Regions from separate parts of the Triticum aestivum genome. Here region 1 is linked to region 2. Evidence: chromatin contacts called from public Hi-C data. All regions are on one chromosome and are shown on one strand. Each heading gives the region's core, a stretch centred on a gene start, on an enhancer-like site or on the middle of the called end of the contact. The rest is flanking DNA. Distances are from core to core; before and after follow the strand shown.

Region 1 (4,165 bases), core at 423-2,922, 160 kb after region 2:
TTTCTACGATGTGTGATTTATCATGTTATTTGCATAGAAGTTACTGTGGTATGTTTCATTGACTCCCTCCCAACCCCAACCTCACCGACAAAGTTACCATGACCGGGTACATAATTTAATGTTTATGATGTGTGAGTTATCATACTATTTGCATAGAAGTTATCGTGGTATATTTGTTTCAACGACTCCCTCACTGCGGCCCATCCGACAAAGTTACCAGGACTGGTACATAATTTATCATGTTTATGATGTGTGAGTTATCATGTTATTTGCATAGAAGTTACCGTCGTACGTTTCAACGACACCCCCACCCCGACCCCTCCGACAAAGTTTTCAGGTCTACCATGTATGAGTTATCATATTATTTGCACAGAAGTTACCGTGGCATGTTTCAGCGACTTGCCCCACCCCATCCTCGCCGACCAAGTTATCAGGACCAGGGTACATAAGCTATCAGGTCCGCCATGTTTGAGTTATCATGTTATTTGCACAGAAGTGACCATGGCATGTTTCAGCGACTTGCCCCACCCCCACCCTCGCCGACCAAGTTATCAAGAGACCGGGGTACATAAGTTATCAGGTCCGCCATGTTTGAGTTATCATGTTATTTGCACAGAAGTTACCGTGGTATGTTTCAACAACTCCCCCACCCCCACCCTCGCCGACAAAGTTTTTAGGACCGGGGTACATAAGTTATCGGGTATATGAATTTTGAGTTACCATGTTATTTACACGAAAGTTAACGGAGGATATTTCATCACCCCTCCCTCCCCGGTTGGTAAAGTTAGCAGGAACGGGGTACCTAAGCGCGGAAAAAATCGAACACTAAATTAACTCGTTTTTATGCATACGTAGTAGATGAGACATGTTAAATAGCCCATTTACTTTCTTTTGTTCAAGAAAGAGATCGTAGGTCAGATGGTAGGCTAGTTGAGTTGGCTCACTAGTGGTGCAAGGATCGAATCCTCTCTTGTTCACACCAATTTTTGCGTGAAAAAAAAATCTCGAACGAAAAAAAAATCTAGAGAGGGAAAAAATGGATTGGGAGGAAAGCAAGAAATCAGATCTGGCGAACAAAAGGATCTGGAGAGAGAAAAAATGATAAATTATGTTCGCCAGATCTACACTATAGATGGACGGCTGCACTATAGCAGTGGCCTACTTGCGGTAATCAAGTATCTACAAAATTAGCCCACCTCCAAACATAAACATGTAGTTGACTGAGATGGTCATTGGGTATAGTCAAAAATCTATAGCGAGTCTGTATGTGCGGGGTTCGATTCCTATTGCTGCTACTTTTCTGAAAAAAATGAGCCAACAATCGAGGATGACGGAAGCGTGCGTGTCTGTTGCTAACCACCAGTCGGCAGGTACTTAGCTTTCTCGTTTTGCATAAGTCAAATTTTGTAATTTTTGATCAAAATTACATTAAAAAAACAAAATTTACGATACGAAAGAAATACAGTATAAGAATATATTTTATGATGTATCTAATAATATTGATTTGATATTATGAATGTTGATTTTTTATGAATATGGACTTATTTTTTTAACTCAAGACAAAACCAATGTGCCAAGTGAAAAGAAACGGTGAGAGTACTAACATTGTACTGCATCACGTAGATGTAAGCACATACGTACATCGGTGGCGTGATTCAATTGAGTGCGTTTGGTTAAATTGCACACTATTGGGAATCCGGACAAACGGCATTAGGCCGACTATTTGATTTATTTATTCATCTCTGCAACTCGTCGTGGTCGTGGGCTCACCAACTGTTGAGCTAGGGCTCGCAGGCCTTATCGATAGCGCGGCGCAAGAAAAAAAGGAAAAAGGGAAAGCGAGACGATACACCACGCACGGGCATCCGATTATTCATGCATGGACAAGCGGCTGCTGGCTCACATGTCCGCGGCCGCGCCGTCCTCCATCTCGTCGCCGCCCTTCCCGAGCAGCGGCACGAACTTGAGCATGACTTCGACGGCGTTCTTGGCGGCGATGTCGATGAAGGTGCTGGCCTCGTTCCCGAGCGCGGAGCCTCCCCCGGCCAGGTAGGAGAGCGAGCGGATGGTGAGGAACGGCACCCCCTGCGTGTGCGCCACGAGGGCCACGGCGGCGCTCTCCATCTCCACGGGGGTGCACTCGAACTGCTTGCGGAGGAACTGGCGGTACTCGGCGTTGTCCAGGAACACGTTGGCGCTGCAGCCCTTGCTGACCCGGGTGACCCGCGGCGCGCGGGGCAGGCACGTCGTCGCGTTCACGCACGCCGGCAGCTCCATGCCCTCCAGTTTCGCCGCCAGCGCGTAGTACCGCTTGCTGGCGGGCACCCAGAACGCGTGCTGCCGCTCCTCGGGCTCGCCGGACTTGGGGAAGATCTCCTCCGGCTGGTACCAGATGCTGTTGAGCTGGTTGGCGGATAGCGCCGGGTTGCTCTGCCCCACGGTGTAGTCGGAGAAGTTGAGGAAGCCGTACTCCCGGGTGTAGTCGCCGGCGGCCTCCAGCGGTAGCTCGTTATCCTTGCCGTCGCCGAACCGCTGGCCGCCCAATCGACAAAATTTTGGTAGCACCACAAATCAAAATCCTGGACGACCATGACATGTTCACGTTTTCTAATACCAAATTTGTACTACCTGCCAGTTCCAGAGGGAAACGTGGGCCCAGTATTCGGGGATGGTGACGTCGCCGATCTGGAGGTCCTCGTTGGCGTTGCCAGCGATGCCCCAGTGGACGATGCCCTTCACCCGGAACAGGCTCAGCAGCATCTGGGTGGTCAGACCAGCGTTGAGCTGCAGTCATTGATTCCATTCCATGGTGCAACAGTTCGTTAAGTTCTGAGTATTTGTAAGATACACTGCTACACAAAATATAATGCTGTAGTATGTACGGTCTTACCATGCTCAGTCCAGTCATGACGATGACGACGCTTTGGCCTTCGATGGTTCCGAAGCGAAACCTTCGCCCTTCAAGCAAAAATCATGCGATAATGTTAGTATTTAATTATCTTTTTTTAATTATCAACGACATATGGTGTAGTTACGACCGATTTTAACTTCTATTTCCTCTGTAAAGAAATGTAAGAGCGTTTAGATGGAAGTATTATTTTTCACTTCGATCGTACAAACGTTCACTCTGCTTGCTCATGTGTGCCTGGTTAGCTCCGTCAATAGGCACATGCATCTCATGTGCTTTCATGCAAGTCCTCCATGAAACGCCCGGTCTCACCCGCGTTCCATCATCATGTGCTTTCAGGTCATGCGTAAGTGTTTCAGCACGTCCGGTCACTTCTTTCGTCTACCATTCAAATTCACTACAGTACATAATTCAGACGGTTCTCATATATGAGCAGGCTTGTTAATCAATTCAACCATATTCGTTCTGATGTTATGATATTACGAACAGGCTTGTTTCATATTACGTTTATTTCTTTGACCCAACCAAAGTGTTGACATTTCAAGCTTACGGAAAGATCATCCATCACGTAATGTTAATAGTGCCCTTTCATGTCAAGTTATTTCCGCACATGGCGCCCGTATACACGCTTGATCTGATTAGACTGAATGTACCATTTGAGTAGGAGCATCTTTACCTTGGATGTCCATGTTAGGGATGCTCTTGCTGGCCACGAAGCTGGGCGACTCGAGCACGGGGACCATCTCGTATGTTAGGAGAAGGATAATGAGATGGACACCTCGGAACACACTGGCAACCAAACCATCAATTCATCTTCTAGTACTGCCCAAGCGGAAGACATTCAAATGCCTCAGGTGCAACGACGGGAACTCGCGAGCATTGGCCTTGGTGGTGTGCCAGGAGGTGGCCCTTCAACTGTAGTCACTCCGTTCAACTCCAAGTCGGTGCAGGCCACCGGCCTCTCGGCGGGACGCCCAGACTCATCATCGGTGCACCGACAGCTAGCGGGTCAGGTGGCGTTGCAATCGTCGTCGCCAATACCGACGGTAGCGACACAGCTGGCTGCTTCCATTACGGTGCAGGACAGAGGCGACACGGCATGGGGACCGGACGGGGCTTCGAAGCACCAGAAACTAGCTGCGCTGCAGGCGGTCGCCCAGCTACCTGCTCGTGATGAGCTGGGCAAGCTGGCCCTGGCTGGGTGTGGCGCTGAAGGCCCGACCTCCCGTGTACAACCATGCATGCATACTGCGGCTG
Region 2 (4,572 bases), core at 590-3,089:
TTGTGACTTGTGAAGAAGGTAAGTAAGAATGTAAACAAAAAATGTCAGCTTATTAGAATAAATAAGACCAAGTCTAGTCTAGTTATTTAAATGGGGTTATCATAAACTTACAAACGGGTCTAAGTTGCCTAATTCAAAGTTCTTATTTTTACTTGTAGGCCGGCATCCATGTTTAATTATTATAAACTACCGCACATCCTAACTAATCATGAACCGGGATGTGCACTGCTAATCTTTTTGGGGACTGCGATTCATAAGAAATGACTAGAGCTGAGCACCAATGAACTTCTCTGATTTCGGACTAGGGATCCAATCACGAACAAGGATGCAAGCGGACCGTCGTGGACCATCCGTGAATGGTTTGCTTGCATCCCTGTTTCGGATGATAATAAAACACCTCTCTAGTTTCGGCTTAAGAGAACTTCTTTAAGTTTCGGTCCGTGTCGAGGTTCAGATACATGTACATCTAAAAAAAATGGTTCAGATCACTCGAAAAAAAGATTCAGATATAGCTATACGTATATAGGGAAAATATCTGATGCATCAAAGCTTATGATGCTACCAGTGCATCGAACTCACATTATGCTTTTAAAATGTTCAAAAATTTCTGAAAAAAATTAGCACACAGACACACACCTGTTTTCCGGTGTAGATCTCGGATGAAGAATCCTCCGTGCTTTCGTCGGAAGCCGTGGCAGGAGAGTACCCGGCCCGGAGTCTGGACGCCGGGCTTCCTCTGCCGACCTGCGGCGGCTGCTTCTTCTGCTGCTGCACTATGAGGTGCGGAGCCACGCGCTGCGGGTACAGGCTCGGCGGCCTCATCATTTCCCTCCGGCCCTTGATGCTGCCCTGCCGCGGGTACATGTCGCCCTCCGCCTCCGCCCACATCGGCTACAAAATCACCGGAACCTGCTGTGACTCTGGAGTCTGGACTACTCCGTTGAGCACGCTGAAATGGATGGAAAGAACGAAGTGTCTATGGAGACTTACATTATTCCGTACGCCATTCTGCGAACTGACGGCCCCATCGTCGGCGTCCGTCGAGGCTTCCTCGTAGCCGGTGTTCTCGTACTCGTCGGCGTGCTGTCCGGTGGTGAATACAAGCTCTGGGGGAGGAGGCGGCGGCGTCATCCGTGGCGCCTCGCCGGCTTCGAGGATCTTCTTTAGGTAGAGCGCGTAGGCCTTGCAGTTCACGTCCAGCACCATCTCGTACTCGCGCTCCAGGCCCCTCATCTCGTGCGCCTGGGCGCCGCTCATCAGCGACAGCACCCTCATCGCCGACAGCGCCACTGTCTCGTCGGATCTTTCCTCGTCGCCCTGCGCCGCGGAAGCCACGGCGGCGACGGCCGACGCGCGGCGCGTGGCGAAGTGCCGCATGACGGCGAGGAGGCGCGGCGCGAAGAGCGCCTCGAATGCCGCGGGCGCGAGCTCGTGGCGCGCGAGCGCGGGGTCGAGGACGAAGAGGTCGAGCACGGCGGACGCAGCGGAAGGCGCCCCGCCGCGTCGTCGCGCTGCCGACGCGATAGCGGAGAGGAGGCAGGAGAGCGGGGTGGCCGCGGGGAGGGACAGCAGCAGCCGCTCGGCGGCGCGGAGCGACGACGGCGACGGCGAGGCGGACGGTACCGTGTCTAGCGCGTCCGATATGAGCGACAGCGCCTGGAGCGTCGCGGCCGTGTGCTGCCCCCCGCTGCCGTCCGCGGCGGCTGCGGCGGAGAGGAGGTGGCGCCGGAGGAGCGGGTCGGCGATGAGCTCCGCGAGGAACGCCGAGGCGTGCGCCACGACGGCGGAGTACGTCGGCGTAGGCCCTGCCATGCTTGCCTTCTCTCGCGTCGCGTGCCGTGCAGCCCGCGCTGAGCAGGACACTCGGTGGTGGGGATGGTTTTGTTTCGATAACCTTGGACTCAGATGCAGACGACGGAGAGGACGAAATGGCCGAAAAGGGCAGGCGTTCTTGGTTGGTGGGACAGAGAGGAGGAGGGGTAGGATGGGGATTTGGCGTCCTGTGGGATTTAAATTATGGCGGGAGGAGGACTGGGTCGGGCTGGGTTCCCGGCCGGCAGCGGTCGGCAGGTAGCGCGCGACGGCGCGACGCGTGGAGAGTCAGAGAGACGGGCCGTTCGTCCGGCGAAAAGGACCGTTTTGGAGTTGCTAAACCTTTGGCAGTAGCGAGAAAGTCAAATCATCATCTCTTCTTTTTGACAGTCCATCGGATCATCTTCTTACTTAAATACGTGGGATTTTTGTTACAATCGTTGTGACAAATGTTTGATGGGGGTGGCTTTCAGTCATTGTCACCATTCACCAAAAACCTTCGAAGAGAAGGACTCGCCAATTGGAGCAAATGGAGAAAACAATGAGACAACGAAGTCACCAACCATAAGAGCAACTTCAACGGGGCTACCTAAACGGACGCGCATTTTGTCCGCCTTTTATTTGTTTGGGTCGACCAGGCGGACGTACGCATCCGCATTTTAAAATGGGTCGGTTTGACCACCCAACGGGGAGGCCGACCCAAATGTGCCGCCATGGAAAAATAATAATAAGTTACACGAAATAAACATAAATAAACAATGGTGCGGCAGCGTGACATCAGGGTACGGCAATGGCTGCCTGTATTTCTAATGCCACCGCGTTTGATGCACCAGGATGTGTAGGCGCCGGCGACCAGGGCGGAAACGCGTCGCCGCCGGAGGAGGAGGAGGGGGAAGGGGAGCACGGGAGGACGAGGCGCGGGGGGTGCCCTTGCCCTTGCCCTTGCCATTGCAGCTGCCGAAGAGGCCCATGGCTAGGGTTTGCGGTCGCCGGCGAGGAAGTAAAGGGAGTGGTGGTGGGGGGAGGGCAGATGTGGAAGGGAGAAGTGGATGAGGCCGACCCCGCCGCACGCGTGGTTAAAAAAGGACGCTTCCATTAACTGACGCGTGGGCCCGCTGTCGGTGATCGTCATAAATAAGACAACCGGTGGCGGTTGGGTGGCCGCCAGGTGGGGACACGGCGGACGGCGAGGAGACGCGCGGCGCGTACGCTTCGCGTCCACGCCGACGCATTCCAGACGCAATTTTGAACCAGAAATGGGTCGACGCGGACGCCAGACGGACATGATTTGAGTTTGGGTCGGCGTGTTGGGCCGCCACTTTTGTCCGCGCCGACCCAAACAGAGGCGGGCGGACGAAATGAGTCGCCCCATTGAAGTTGCTCTAATATACCTTCATCTGCAAGATTTTTGTTAGTACTTCGAATTAGGATATTTATTGGAGCGTGAAAAGACCATTTGATGTTGCACATAGAAGGTTGGAAAAATGATGGAGTTGTTCATTTTAGTTGTGCTTCTTCCAAGTGCTCTTCAGTAAGTACTTTTTCCAAGTTTCAATTCATATTAGTTGTCGCTTAAACAAATGTATTTAGCACTGAAATAAATCTAGATATATCTGTTTCAACGACAAATAATATAGATAGGAGGGAGTACACCTTTTGATGTATGTGATCGACCGACTCTTTGGGGACTCATCCTCTTGCTCCTCACTAGTGCGATGCGCGTGCGCCAGGGGAGCCCTAGCTCAGTTGCTCATGTTAGACATAACTAGATGATGTCCCGCGCGTTGCCGCGGAAAGCATATTAAACCAATGCATAAATAGGTGCTTAAAACCAATGAAAAACAAATGTAAGAGTTTTAAATATTTAAGATAAAACATAAAAGAAGTGTGTGACAAAATGATGTATAAAAGAGAAAAAGATCCCCCAAAAAAAGAAGACATGATTGCTGAAGTGGCGAAGTTTGAGTTGATAGATTAATGCAAAATTATGAGTACATGCATGCGTTGGAAAATAAAGACATGCATGACTAATGAGTGGCATGATTTACATTAATGCAAAAAAGTAACTTATGAGCACATGCATGACTTCTTGATGCCACACAATTTTAATCAAAAGGCTGTAAATAATTGAGGTGATGTGGAGCACACATGTGTGTAGAAATCTAGTAGTGGGGGCTAGCTATTTAGATAAAGAAGATGTATTATACTCAATATCTCCAAAACATAGACGTACGTATCTCTGTCTCCTCCTGATTCTCTCTGTAACCGATCCTTACATGAGATCGATGGATCTGTCTTGTATTGGATGACACAGGCTATCTGCCTAATATAAATAAACATCACGCGGCCTTCTATGAAAGGTAGGAATGCTTCCAGAAATCCTTACATGGTAATCAGAGCGAGCCTTTTCCAAATTATCTAGCCTCCGATCGAGAATCATCTCGTCATGACTTTCGCTTTTGCGCCGGTCGTCCTCGACCTTGGACCACCGCCGATAGAAAAACTCGCAAGGGGGATTTTCCTCCTTTGGAAGTCCTACTGGCTTCGCGTGGAGCGCATGTCACTGGTCTGCTGGACGGCACCGATGCAGCACCCCCGAAGACGGTGGAGCCGCAGCATATGGACAAAACTACGGTCATGGTGACGAACCTAGTCTACGGATCATGGCTGACGAAGGATCAACAAGTTCTCAGCTAGCTTCTGAATTCTCTGTCCAAAGAGATACTCTCGTAGGTCATCGGGAGAGAAAATACCTTTGAT

Evidence for each region. A called contact is a pair of places that touch in the nucleus more often than the background predicts.
Region 1: a Hi-C map of leaf shows a contact between it and region 2, with 2.3 times the contacts expected there. The contact joins the enhancer-like site here to the promoter of LOC123060797 in region 2. A contact is called at or near these places in 2 of 5 Hi-C or Micro-C datasets (leaf and root).

The regions. Positions count from the first base shown.
Region 1 is chr3A:158,225,664-158,229,828 of IWGSC CS RefSeq v2.1, forward strand. It overlaps LOC123060798 (bark storage protein A), which reads right to left. Exons shown (of 5, transcript XM_044483640.1): 2 at 3,585-3,658; 3 at 2,891-2,958; 4 at 2,629-2,784; 5 at 1,627-2,532. The coding sequence ends at 1,900. Among protein-coding and RNA genes, the nearest start is that of LOC123060798, 7.0 kb to the right of the region's middle. Within about 2 kb of position 1,673, at least 1 of the 8 cell types and tissues checked has an H3K27ac peak or open chromatin away from gene starts, as enhancers often do. A contact at or near this core is called in leaf, where this site is marked.
Region 2 is chr3A:158,062,540-158,067,111 of IWGSC CS RefSeq v2.1, forward strand. LOC123060797 (putative E3 ubiquitin-protein ligase LIN) reads right to left here and starts at 1,840. Exons shown (of 12, transcript XM_044483639.1): 1 at 991-1,840; 2 at 637-891. The coding sequence starts at 1,812.